Linked DNA regions of Mus musculus: region 2 is linked to region 1. A link is a contact called in public Hi-C data. All regions are on one chromosome and are shown on one strand. The core of a region is the stretch at or near the end of the contact, and the rest is flanking DNA. Distances in the headings are between cores, read along the strand shown. Region 1 holds the start of Slco1a1 (solute carrier organic anion transporter family, member 1a1). Region 2 overlaps Gm6614 (predicted gene 6614).

What was found. Hi-C and Micro-C count contacts between places; a contact is called where the count stands out from the background.
Region 2: a Hi-C map of liver shows a contact between it and region 1, with 2.3 times the contacts expected there. The contact joins the enhancer-like site here to the promoter of Slco1a1 in region 1. A contact is called at or near these places in 10 of 39 promoter capture datasets (the 3T3-L1 cell line, 3T3-L1-derived adipocytes, the HPC-7 cell line and 7 more), 3 of 484 Hi-C or Micro-C datasets (all in liver) and 4 of 9 other capture datasets (adipose tissue, embryonic stem cells, liver and 1 more).

Annotation. Positions count from the first base shown.
Region 1 is chr6:141,943,484-141,948,752 of GRCm38.p6, reverse strand. Slco1a1 (solute carrier organic anion transporter family, member 1a1) reads left to right here and starts at 1,791. Exons shown (of 14, transcript NM_013797.5): 1 at 1,791-2,174; 2 at 5,229-5,269. The coding sequence starts at 2,115.
Region 2 is chr6:141,990,989-141,995,950 of GRCm38.p6, reverse strand. Gm6614 (predicted gene 6614) reads left to right here. Exons shown (of 14, transcript NM_001081318.1): 3 at 1,093-1,199; 4 at 1,618-1,764; 5 at 2,215-2,313; 6 at 3,388-3,609. Among named protein-coding and RNA genes, the nearest start is that of Gm6614, 15 kb to the left of the region's middle. Within about 2 kb of position 3,185, at least 3 of the 459 cell types and tissues checked have an H3K27ac peak or open chromatin away from gene starts, as enhancers often do. A contact at or near this core is called in liver, where this site is marked.

The sequences.
Region 1 (5,269 bases), core at 542-3,041:
GGAATGGATACAGGAAATGTGATACATTTACACAATGGGGCACTACTCAGCCATTAAAAACAATGGCTTCATGAAATTCGCAGGCAAATGGATAGAACTTGAGAATATCATCCTGAATGAGGTGACTCAGTCACAAAGGAACAACAATATGAACCAGCCAGTATTCCCAGAGCTCCCAGGGACTAAACCACCAACCAAAAAGTACACATGGAGGGACCCATGGGATTTGGAACTCTGATAAATGTTTAAAATGTTCTATAAACTTAGAGCCATTCCAGGTCACTTGTTAAGTGGATGTGTTAGAGGATTTTCATAAATTAATGCTGTGGATCTACCTGAGATGTCATCCAGGTATGTTGAAATAAATCGTCTAGAGTAAATACGAATAAATCCTACTTTCAAGATGAAAAGTACAAAGTTTAGTGAGGTTGAATAGACCTTGCCCCCTTTCTCCATCGCATATAAATACTTATAATAACATATCACCTATACACAGAGAGACATGTTTATCCATACACAATATGGATGTCATAAATAACCATGTAGACCTCTCTATTTAGGTATCTGGTCATTTCCTAACTTCTACAGTTTCAAACCTGCAGTGCTAGATTCTTTCCCAGATCATAGACTTATTTATTGTTTTTACTTTGTTTTCATGTTTAAAATGATTCACTGTCTCCCCAGGTTTCTGTGAATCAACAGTGCCCCAGAAAGTGTTTCTCTTCTTGAGACTCCAGAGAAGTCTTGTAATGAAAAGAACCCACAAAGGAAGCTTTGGCTTCAGTGAGGCAGAGGTTCAGTATAATCATAACAAATACTGTCCCATTCGGAAAGGCAGGAGCCCTCAAGTAAATTCAAAGGGCATCACCTGGGTCTCATTTGCTTTGGCAAAAGAATTGAGAAGCTTGGTTTCAACCACGTTGTCATTAGCTTAAGGCCAGAGTTTAATAAATTCTAAGAATATCTTTAACATTGCCAAAGAATCAGCATAGATTTTTGTGTTTGCTTTTTCAATAGAAATCAAACAAATCCAATCTTACCTGATGCAGTTATTTATAAGGTTAGTCAGAGTAAATAAAAAACAAAAAGAAAAAAAAACAGAAAAAAAAACCTCAAAACAAAAACTGCCTAGATATTTTTATAACATTTCAGTAACTGGTTAAATTACTCCTATTTGTGTGTGTGTGTGTGTGTGTGTGTGTGTGTGTGTGTGTGTGTGTGTGTGTGTGTGTGTATGGATTTGTCTGTCCATAAGTATGTGTGCAGGTGTACATGTATACATGTGCATATTACAGAAGCCAGGAGTCAATGCTGAATGTCTTCCTGTAGGATGTTCTTTTTGATGTTCTATGATGGGGTCTCTTCATTCAGTTTCTTGGTGGTTAACGTGATTAGAATGCCAGATTGGCGCACTGCAGTGATCCTGTTCTTTGGGTCTTCCCAGTGATGGGCTTACAGGCATGTGAAGAGAAGCCTAGCTCTTTTACTTGCCTGGTAATAATTAAAAGTCAGGGCCTCAAGCTTAAAAAAAATCAAACACTTTACCACTGAACCACCACCTCCCTATCTGTGCTGGACAGTTTTATATGAATTTGACATTCACTAGAGTAATTTGGGAAGAGTGGCCTTCTGTTGAGAAAAATGTCCAAATGAGATTGACCTATGATCTAGCATGTAGTGCATTTTCTTTATTTATAATTGACATGTGAAGGTCTAGCACATGGTAGGTGGGTCTTGTTTGGTAGGTAGTCCTGGGTTGTATAAGAAGGTCAAGCAAGTCTTGAGGAGCAGAGCTGGAAGCAGCATTCCTCCTTGGTTTTTGCATTGACTCCAGCATCCAGGTTGCTGCTTTGGGCTCCTGTCCTGACTTTCCTCAGCAATGAAGTTAATAAACAACTGTGAGCTAAAATAAACCCTTTCCATTTCATTTCTCTTTGGTCCTGGTATTTTGTCACAACAATAGAAACTCTGACTAAGGCACTCTATCCTTAAGAGAGATTTTTTGGGGGGATGACTCGTTACAGTTCAGAAAATAATTTATTTAACAGCTTTCTCTGAGAAAGACAGCAGTAGGACTTTTAAAGCAAAGAAACTGGAAACATTTGAAGAACACCATGGAAGAAACAGAGAAAAAGGTTGCAACACAAGAAGGCAGATTCTTCTCCAAGATGAAGGTAAGGATTGTTTCTATGTGTGCATGCACATACTCATGAGAGTCTTCTCAAATAAGCATTGAAAGTGCTTGTAACATTGCTCAGCTCACACAAAAATTTCCAGCACAAATGCTTTTTTACCCAATGTGTTGTCAGTTATTTGCCTTAGAAACTGTTGGTTTTATAATGAGGGATGTCAGACCAGTATTATTCATTCAGGAAACAGAATAATTTAGGGCAGTGGTTCTCAACTGATGAGTTCTCAACATATGGGTCAGATGGCCCTTTCACAGGGGTCACATATCCATTATTCTGCATATCAGATATTTAAATTACAGTTCATAACAGTAGCAAAATGAAAGTTACAAAGTAGTAATGAAAATAAATTTATGGTTTGAGTCAATACAAGAGGAAGAACGATATTACATGGTCATGGCATCAGGAAAGCTGAGAAACACTACTCTAGAGTTTCTTACAGAAGAATGGGGTTTTGAATGTTTTAGGTATGTATTATGTTGTGATAGAATTTAGTCTGAAGTCAGGGGTTAATCCAGTGCTCAGCTTCAGAATCCTGACAGAAGGTGAAGGGTCATAGCTAGAAACCGGCTCCATAACATAAGCGCTTTGTTCATTAATATGTAAAGACGACTTCATGACCTGGCTAGAAAAATGTTTCCTTCAAGCTTTGGCAACATAATAATCATTGTTTGTAAGAAAATAGTCCATTCTGTTAGATGCTTTGGTGGGGTTTGATATTTTAGAAACAATTATTGTTCTCATAGTTCCAGAGGCATCTTTGCATCATAGAATGTGAGCATATATTAACCCATGAAATTTGAGCATTGGCTTAGTTTCTATAGAGTTCCACAAAATGTTCCTCTCTAAGATGTTGTCTCTTAAATCATCCTATTAAAAGTTAATTTTGTCTTTATTCACACATAGTTGAATCTGCATATTATTGTAAAAGAGGCATCAGACAGCCCCTGGAATGTGTTTTCACTTGCAAGAATGTATATCACTTATTGGAAGCCAACCACCCTTAAGTTCTTACAAGCTTCTGAGGAGCCCAGGTCTCTTGGCTCCTAATCCTTGCCAGATGTTTACTAGATGGGTCATTTTGGACAATTTATGCAACCTGTTTATACATCAGTGTTGTTCATTTGAAAAGGGGAGTGGTAGTCCTACATTTTAATATTTTTAAAGAATCTTTGTGTGTCCTTGCTATATATGTGTCTTTCTCTGTCACTGTATATGTGTGTGCTCATCTTTCAGGGTTAACCTACACTACTGATATGAAGGATTAAATGCAGGCACTCACACATACTAGGCAACTTCTCTTTTCCTGATCTGTACCTCCTTTAAGATGTCTAAAGTATCTTAGAAAGGTTTAAACCACCTTTAAGATGCGTTAATTTCTTTACATTTATCTTTTATTTTATGCATATGGATGCTTTGCTCTCATGTATATTGGTATACCATTTTCGTATCTTGTATCTTTGAAGGACAGAAGTTGCTGGATTACCTGAAACTAGAGTTGCAGGTGGTTTTGAATCACCATGTGGGTGCTCCAAACATAACTCAGTTTTCAACAAGAACAGCCAGTGCGTTAAACCACTGAGCCACATCTCTAGCTTCAAATCTTAAGATAATGATAAGTATTGTGATTAGTAGACTGTATTTGTAGATAGAAGTCATCAGGTATCATTATAAACAGTAATGATCAATGTTTATATTTGTTAACTGTTTTAGTTAAGGTTTCTATGGCTGTGAAGTGTCACAATGATAGCTGCAACTCTTATTAAAAAAATTTAATTGGGCCTTACAGGTTCCGTTTTAGTACATCATGGCCAGAATAATGGTGGCATGTAGGCAGATGTGGTGCTAGAAAATGAGCTAAGAATTCTACATCAAGATTGACAGGAGCTTCTGAAACCTCAAACTCCATCCCTACTGACACACTTTATCCAAAAGGCCACATCTACTCTAATAATGCCAGTTCCTGGTGGCCAAGCATTCAAATCTATGATCTTATGGGGTCCGATTCTATTCAAACCACCACAGTTACTTTAGAGTATAATAACTGTAGATATTTGTACAAATGTTATGGGAAAATGTTCAAACCACTAGTATATAAGGCAAATTTTAGAGGTAACTTGTTTAAAAATAAATTAGACTCCTTTCCTTCTCTAACTTTAGAACGATCTAGAAAGTTGGGGTGGTCAAAATGTCTACTATGCCAGACTGAAGCTTCTGCTTCTTGGTAAACTCAAGCTTCATCATTAGGAAAAGCCAGGACAGGGAAATCAAGCATGCATTACTGACCTCACCAGGTACCAATGTTTAGTTCTAACTCAGTGGCCAGACAGATGGCCCTGGTTTAGTTAAATGAGTCAACAAAACAAAACCAAAAATCATTAAGCTTGGAAAAAGACTGATATTAACAAAATGATGTTCGTGGGCGAGAGAAAAAGCAAATATACCACGTGTGTATGAAATCAACCAACAGTAAATTTAGTCAATAAAATTTACTAAAGAAAAGACGGGGGTTGGGACAGATACCTTGATCAGTAAAGTTGTGTTCAAGAATGCAGAAAAAAGGACAAAGTGTTAAACTGAACAATGAAATCCAGAGACTTGTCATTCCTACAGAGAACACAGTAGGCTTGCTGCCGACACGTGCCTTGGTATAATTCTGTGTTCTCTTCTTTCTCCTTCATAAAGTGAACAACATGTGACCTGCAGATAGCAGTACAGTGCTGGTGACCCATCAGCAGCTGTGTCTTACATAGAACAACTCCCTGTCTTCCTTTATGAATAAGGTACACTGATAAGATAGGAAATCCATAAGTATCTACAAAATTCACCACTGCTAACCAACTGTTCTATGTTTTTACAGAATGAGGACATAGTGGCATACAGAAGATATTACACTTTAAAGTTTGTTGCATGTTCGAGGACTGTTTATGATGGATATAATCATTTCCCTCATGGTGGAAGCTGTTCTATCAGTAGACAACAAATACACAACAAAACTAAAAGTCTTCATTTTTTTTTCTTAAACATTTTTCTTCCTAGGTGTTTCTGATGTCATTAACATGTGCATACCTAGCCAAATC
Region 2 (4,962 bases), core at 1,936-4,435, 46 kb before region 1:
GTGTATTTGTTTCTTTTTGTTCTAGAGCTTTCAGATGTGCTGTTAAGCTGCTGGGGTATGGTCTCTCCAGTTTCTTTCTGGAGGCACTGCTTTTCCTCATAGCACTGCTTTCATTGTGTTCCATAAATTTGGGTATGTTTTAATCTTAATTTTCATTAAATCTTTTTTATTAGATATTTTCTTCATTTATATTTCAAGTGCTACCCAGAAAGTTGCCTATACCTTCTCCCAGCCCTGCTCCCCAACTGACCCACTCCTACTTCCTAGCCCTGACATTCCCCTGTACTGGGGCATATAATATTCGCAAGACCAATGGCCTCTCCTCCCAATGATGGCCAACTAGGCCATCTTCTGCTACATATGCAGCTAGAGAAATGAACTCTTGGAGTACTGGTTAGTTCATATTTTTGTTCCTCCTATAAGGTTGCAGACCCTTTCAGTTCGTTGGGTACTTTCTCTAGCTCCTCCATTGAAAGCCTTGTGTCCCATCCAATAGATGACTGTGAGCATTCACTTCTGTATTTGCCAGGCACTGACATAGCCTCACACAAGAGACAGCTATATCAGGGTCCTGGCAGCAAAATCTTGCTGGCATAAGCAATAGACTCTGGGTTTGGTGGCTGTTTATGGGATGGATCCATGGGTGGGGCAGTCTCTGGATGAACCTTCCTTCTGTCTCAGCTCCAAACTTTTTCTGTAAATACCTCTATGGGTATTTTTCCCCCATTCTAAGAAGGAACAAACTATCCACACTTCGGTCTTCATTCTTCTTGAGTTTCGTGGCAAAGGAGCATCTCCCTTTCTCTCTCTCTCTCTCTCTCTCTCTCTCTCTCTCTCTCTCTCTCTCGTGTGTGTGTGTGTGTACATGGATATATCAGAGTACAACTTTATGCAGCCATTCATCTCCTTTTACTTTCATGGGAATTGAAATAAGAACATCAGGATTGTGCAGCAAGTATTTAACCTGTGCATCATCTCACTGGCCCTGTCATAGGATTCATGATGATTAGACTGACTGCTGTAGAAATTTCTTTACTAGTTCTTCCCAGAAAACTCCTGTTCACAAAAAAAATGTGTCCTGTGTTCACACAGATATGAATATGAAACAATGATTTCACCTGCAAGCAACTTACCATCAAACAGCTTTTTGTGTGTGGAAAACAGATCCCAGACCTTAAAGCCAACGCAAGACCCAGCAGGTTGACTCATGCTTCTCATTGCCTTCTGCTCAGAGACTTAACCACAGAATGCTCTTTTACAAAGGACTTTCATATGGCACTGTGTTTATTAGACATGTAAGACAAATGAACACAATTTATTTCCCTTATTAGGGAACTGAGATATCTAATAAACTAAAATACTTTTCCTCCTGAGTCTAAATATACCTATTAGAGTCCTTTGTTTCTTAACCAACATGTAGAGTTAGTCCCACATAGGAAAAAGACTTAAAAGGATGAATTTAGATCCAGGCTGTGATCTATGTGGTTGGTCTTAGGTGGTTTTCTGTTGCTGTAATGAAACAGTAACCTAAAAAGTTATCTACAGATAAACTTGAACTAAATGTCAATAACATTTGGTTGTCAAATACTCATGAACCTTTCTGCTGTTTTAATGCAGAGTGTGTGAAAGAAATAAAATCATCAATGTGGATATATGTACTGGTAGGAAATATTATACGTGGAATTGGTGAAACTCCCCTTTTGCCCTTGGGTGTTTCCTACATAGAAGACTTTGCCAAATCTGAAAACTCTCCTTTATACATTGGTAAGTTTCAAAATCAGGGTAGAAATCAATTATTGATTTGAATGCCTTATGGTTTCCAGAACAGTGAGCAGAGTGCTATGGCACAGTTGGTTATAAAATTGTTCAAACAATGGAAGCTTCATTTTCAATGTTTAAAGAAACCAATGTATGTTTGTATAACATACATAAGTATATGTATATCTACATGCTTCATAGATACCAAGGTTCATTTTTACATGTCGAATATATAAAAATATTTGAGGTAGGAGGGTATGTAGCTAAATGGTAGAGTACTGTCCTAGCCTCTTGGATTTGATACACAGCTCTGCAAGTGAAGGAAAAGTCATCTAAGACTTAAAACAGTTCAATGTCAAGGCCTGTGTGTGTGTGTGTGTGTGTGTGTGTGTGTGTGTGTGTGCAAACAACATTCTTTGTGTGATTATGTAATGTCCTGTCTTTGTTCACTTTCAGGGATTTTAGAAACAGGAAAGATGTTTGGCCCAGTAATTGGACTTTTGTTGGGATCCTTCTGTGCAAGCATTTATGTAGACACAGGGTCTGTGAATACAGGTAACACAGTGTGTTTTATTTATACAACCAGTCCTGGATATGGGAGAATGCTCAGGAATGTTTTAGCACTGCCTCCTTTGATCCTCAGTTAGGTAAATTATCACCACTTACAGATGGCAGACATAAGAGGAGGAGAGATAAGGGTGAATTGCCTCCTTCTGATTAGAGAGTTTCCATTATTTCATTATATTTCAGCCACATCTTTCATTTCAAAAGATTTACTCACATAAGTTTTACTCAATGAGGACTCACTGCTCATAACATAAGAGTCCTTTTAGCTATATGATGAACACCCAACTATAAAGGTTGCACATGACAGGCAGAAATAGAGATGTAGTGCTTTCAAATATGTCATCACACAGCATTATATAAAATTAGTATCTTCAAAAATAAATACACAAAATATATTTAAAAAGTGGATACCATGTATTTCATTTCATTATCTTTATTTATGTATATGTGTATGTGCGGATGTGACTGGGTGGTTCACTGTATGAGGGGGTGTTTGCTGAGGTCAGAAGAGGATCTCAGACCTACTAACATCAGAGTAATAGGCAGTGGTGAGTTTCCATGTGGGTTCTGAGAATAAAACTCATAATTTCTGCAAGAGCAACAATAACATTTAGCCACTGAACTGTCTCTGCAGTCCTTTCCTCACCTGCTCTGATGTTTTGAGACATGACTACATCAGAGTAAAGCTATTCCTTAAATAGGTCTCAAATAAATACTGTTTCTTTCTTTTGGAAATGTATGTTTCAATAATAGCCAATGTAGCACTTTCTTATTTAATTTTAACTTTACCCTATTGATCAACCTCAGACACTTTTTCTAAATGTCTGAATTAGCCAAGCAGGGTGGTTTCAAAATCAGGGTAGAAATCAATTATTGATTTGAATGCTTTATGGTTTCCAGAACAGTGAGCAGAGTGCACAAGTCCAAAAAAACAAATAAACAAAAAAAGGAACAAGAACAAATTGTGAATAGTTTATGAATGATTATGAATATCAATAATTTTCTACAGTTCACACAGGAAAGAATGATGTAAGCTAATGCGATATCTGTATTTCTTTACAGATGACCTGACCATAACTCCCACTGATACACGCTGGGTCGGTGCTTGGTGGATTGGCTTTTTGGTCTGTGCAGGAGTGAATGTCCTGACCAGCATCCCCTTTTTCTTCTTTCCAAAAACACTCCCAGAGGAAGGATTACAGGATAATGGGGATGGAACTGAAAATGACAAAGAGGAGAAGCACAGAGAAAAGGCCAAGGAGGAAAACCGAGGAATCACTAAAGGCAAACGTGGAAACTTTAAACTCTGCTTGGTTTAGATGGGTCTGTGGTCAGTGGGCACTTGACGCTTGTGCTGAAATAAGACAGCTTGTCAGTAATCATCAGTATTTAATTGTGTTAAATGTCTTCCACAGTCACCACTTGGAAATAACTGTCATATTAGGGAACCTGACTTGCCCTGGATTATTCTTTATGAAAATTTCAAGTCAGTCTGAACACCCACTAATCAAATATTTTTTCTTATCTGTTTTGACAATCCTATTTTACAGAAATTATTAGTCCATGTTAAGGAAAAAACATGAATAACCAGATATCTAAGCTATAGACAGTGGTAGAGGAGAATCTGTTTGATAAGGAAAATGTTAGTGTAGTTGTGAGCCTTGAAGTCAAGGCTTAAAGAGAAAACATGACCAGTGATGTAATCCTCTATATTTGAAGGTTTGTGATAGGTTACAGGAGAATTATTCCCTTAGAACAGACTGTTTTACATCAAGCAGGCATGTTATGGAATAATGATGTCGAGTAGAGATGCTTCTGTGAGAAACTAAGTTCGGACAGTGGAATGTTCAGCACTGCACATTCTTAAAACTTGACACTGCTTTCACATTTGTATGTGTTGAGAACTGTGTAGTGTTCTCAAAAGATCAGAGACAGAGAGACCGTAGGGTGTGTGGCTTGGGTTTTGGAACTCTGAAAGTATATATTAGGAAGATGTGAGGGTCCCATGCTTTACCTATCAAATGAGGGTAAGAACGTGCTATAATATTGGGTGCCTGTGATGTTCTGTTACAGAATATTGTGAGAGCATGTTACTGATACTGCTGTTTCCTCCATCACTCATATCCTCTAACACTAATGCACACTGAATAGTCACATATCTGCATTAAACAATAGAGACCATGACTGAGCAGCCAAGCCACACTGGAAGACAGTGCAGAGGCTTCTTAGAATTATGATCATGTGAACAATTCTCCTGAAAGGGGAAATACTGACTCTATTACGTGACCTTAATCTATCAGATCAACCTAAACTTCAAAACTAGGAAAGAACTTATCAGAGAATAAGACATGTAGAAAATAACTGTGAACCATGGAGACTCGTTTAAGAGGACAGGGATGTCAACAAACATGGGTGAGTTCTAAAGCTCCCGGGAATACTGTCTGCAACCATCTCACTCATAAAGATTAATTTTGCCATTAGAGTCCATTTCTTCTCATTAAACTTCTCTGCCTCTGCTTGATAGTTTTCTCCCAATGAAATTCTAGGCAATTTATGAAGGATAGTGTAAAATGAGAAAATCAAGACAGAGACATGAAGACATCAAAAGGGAAGAGACTGATAAGAGTGAATTTCAGC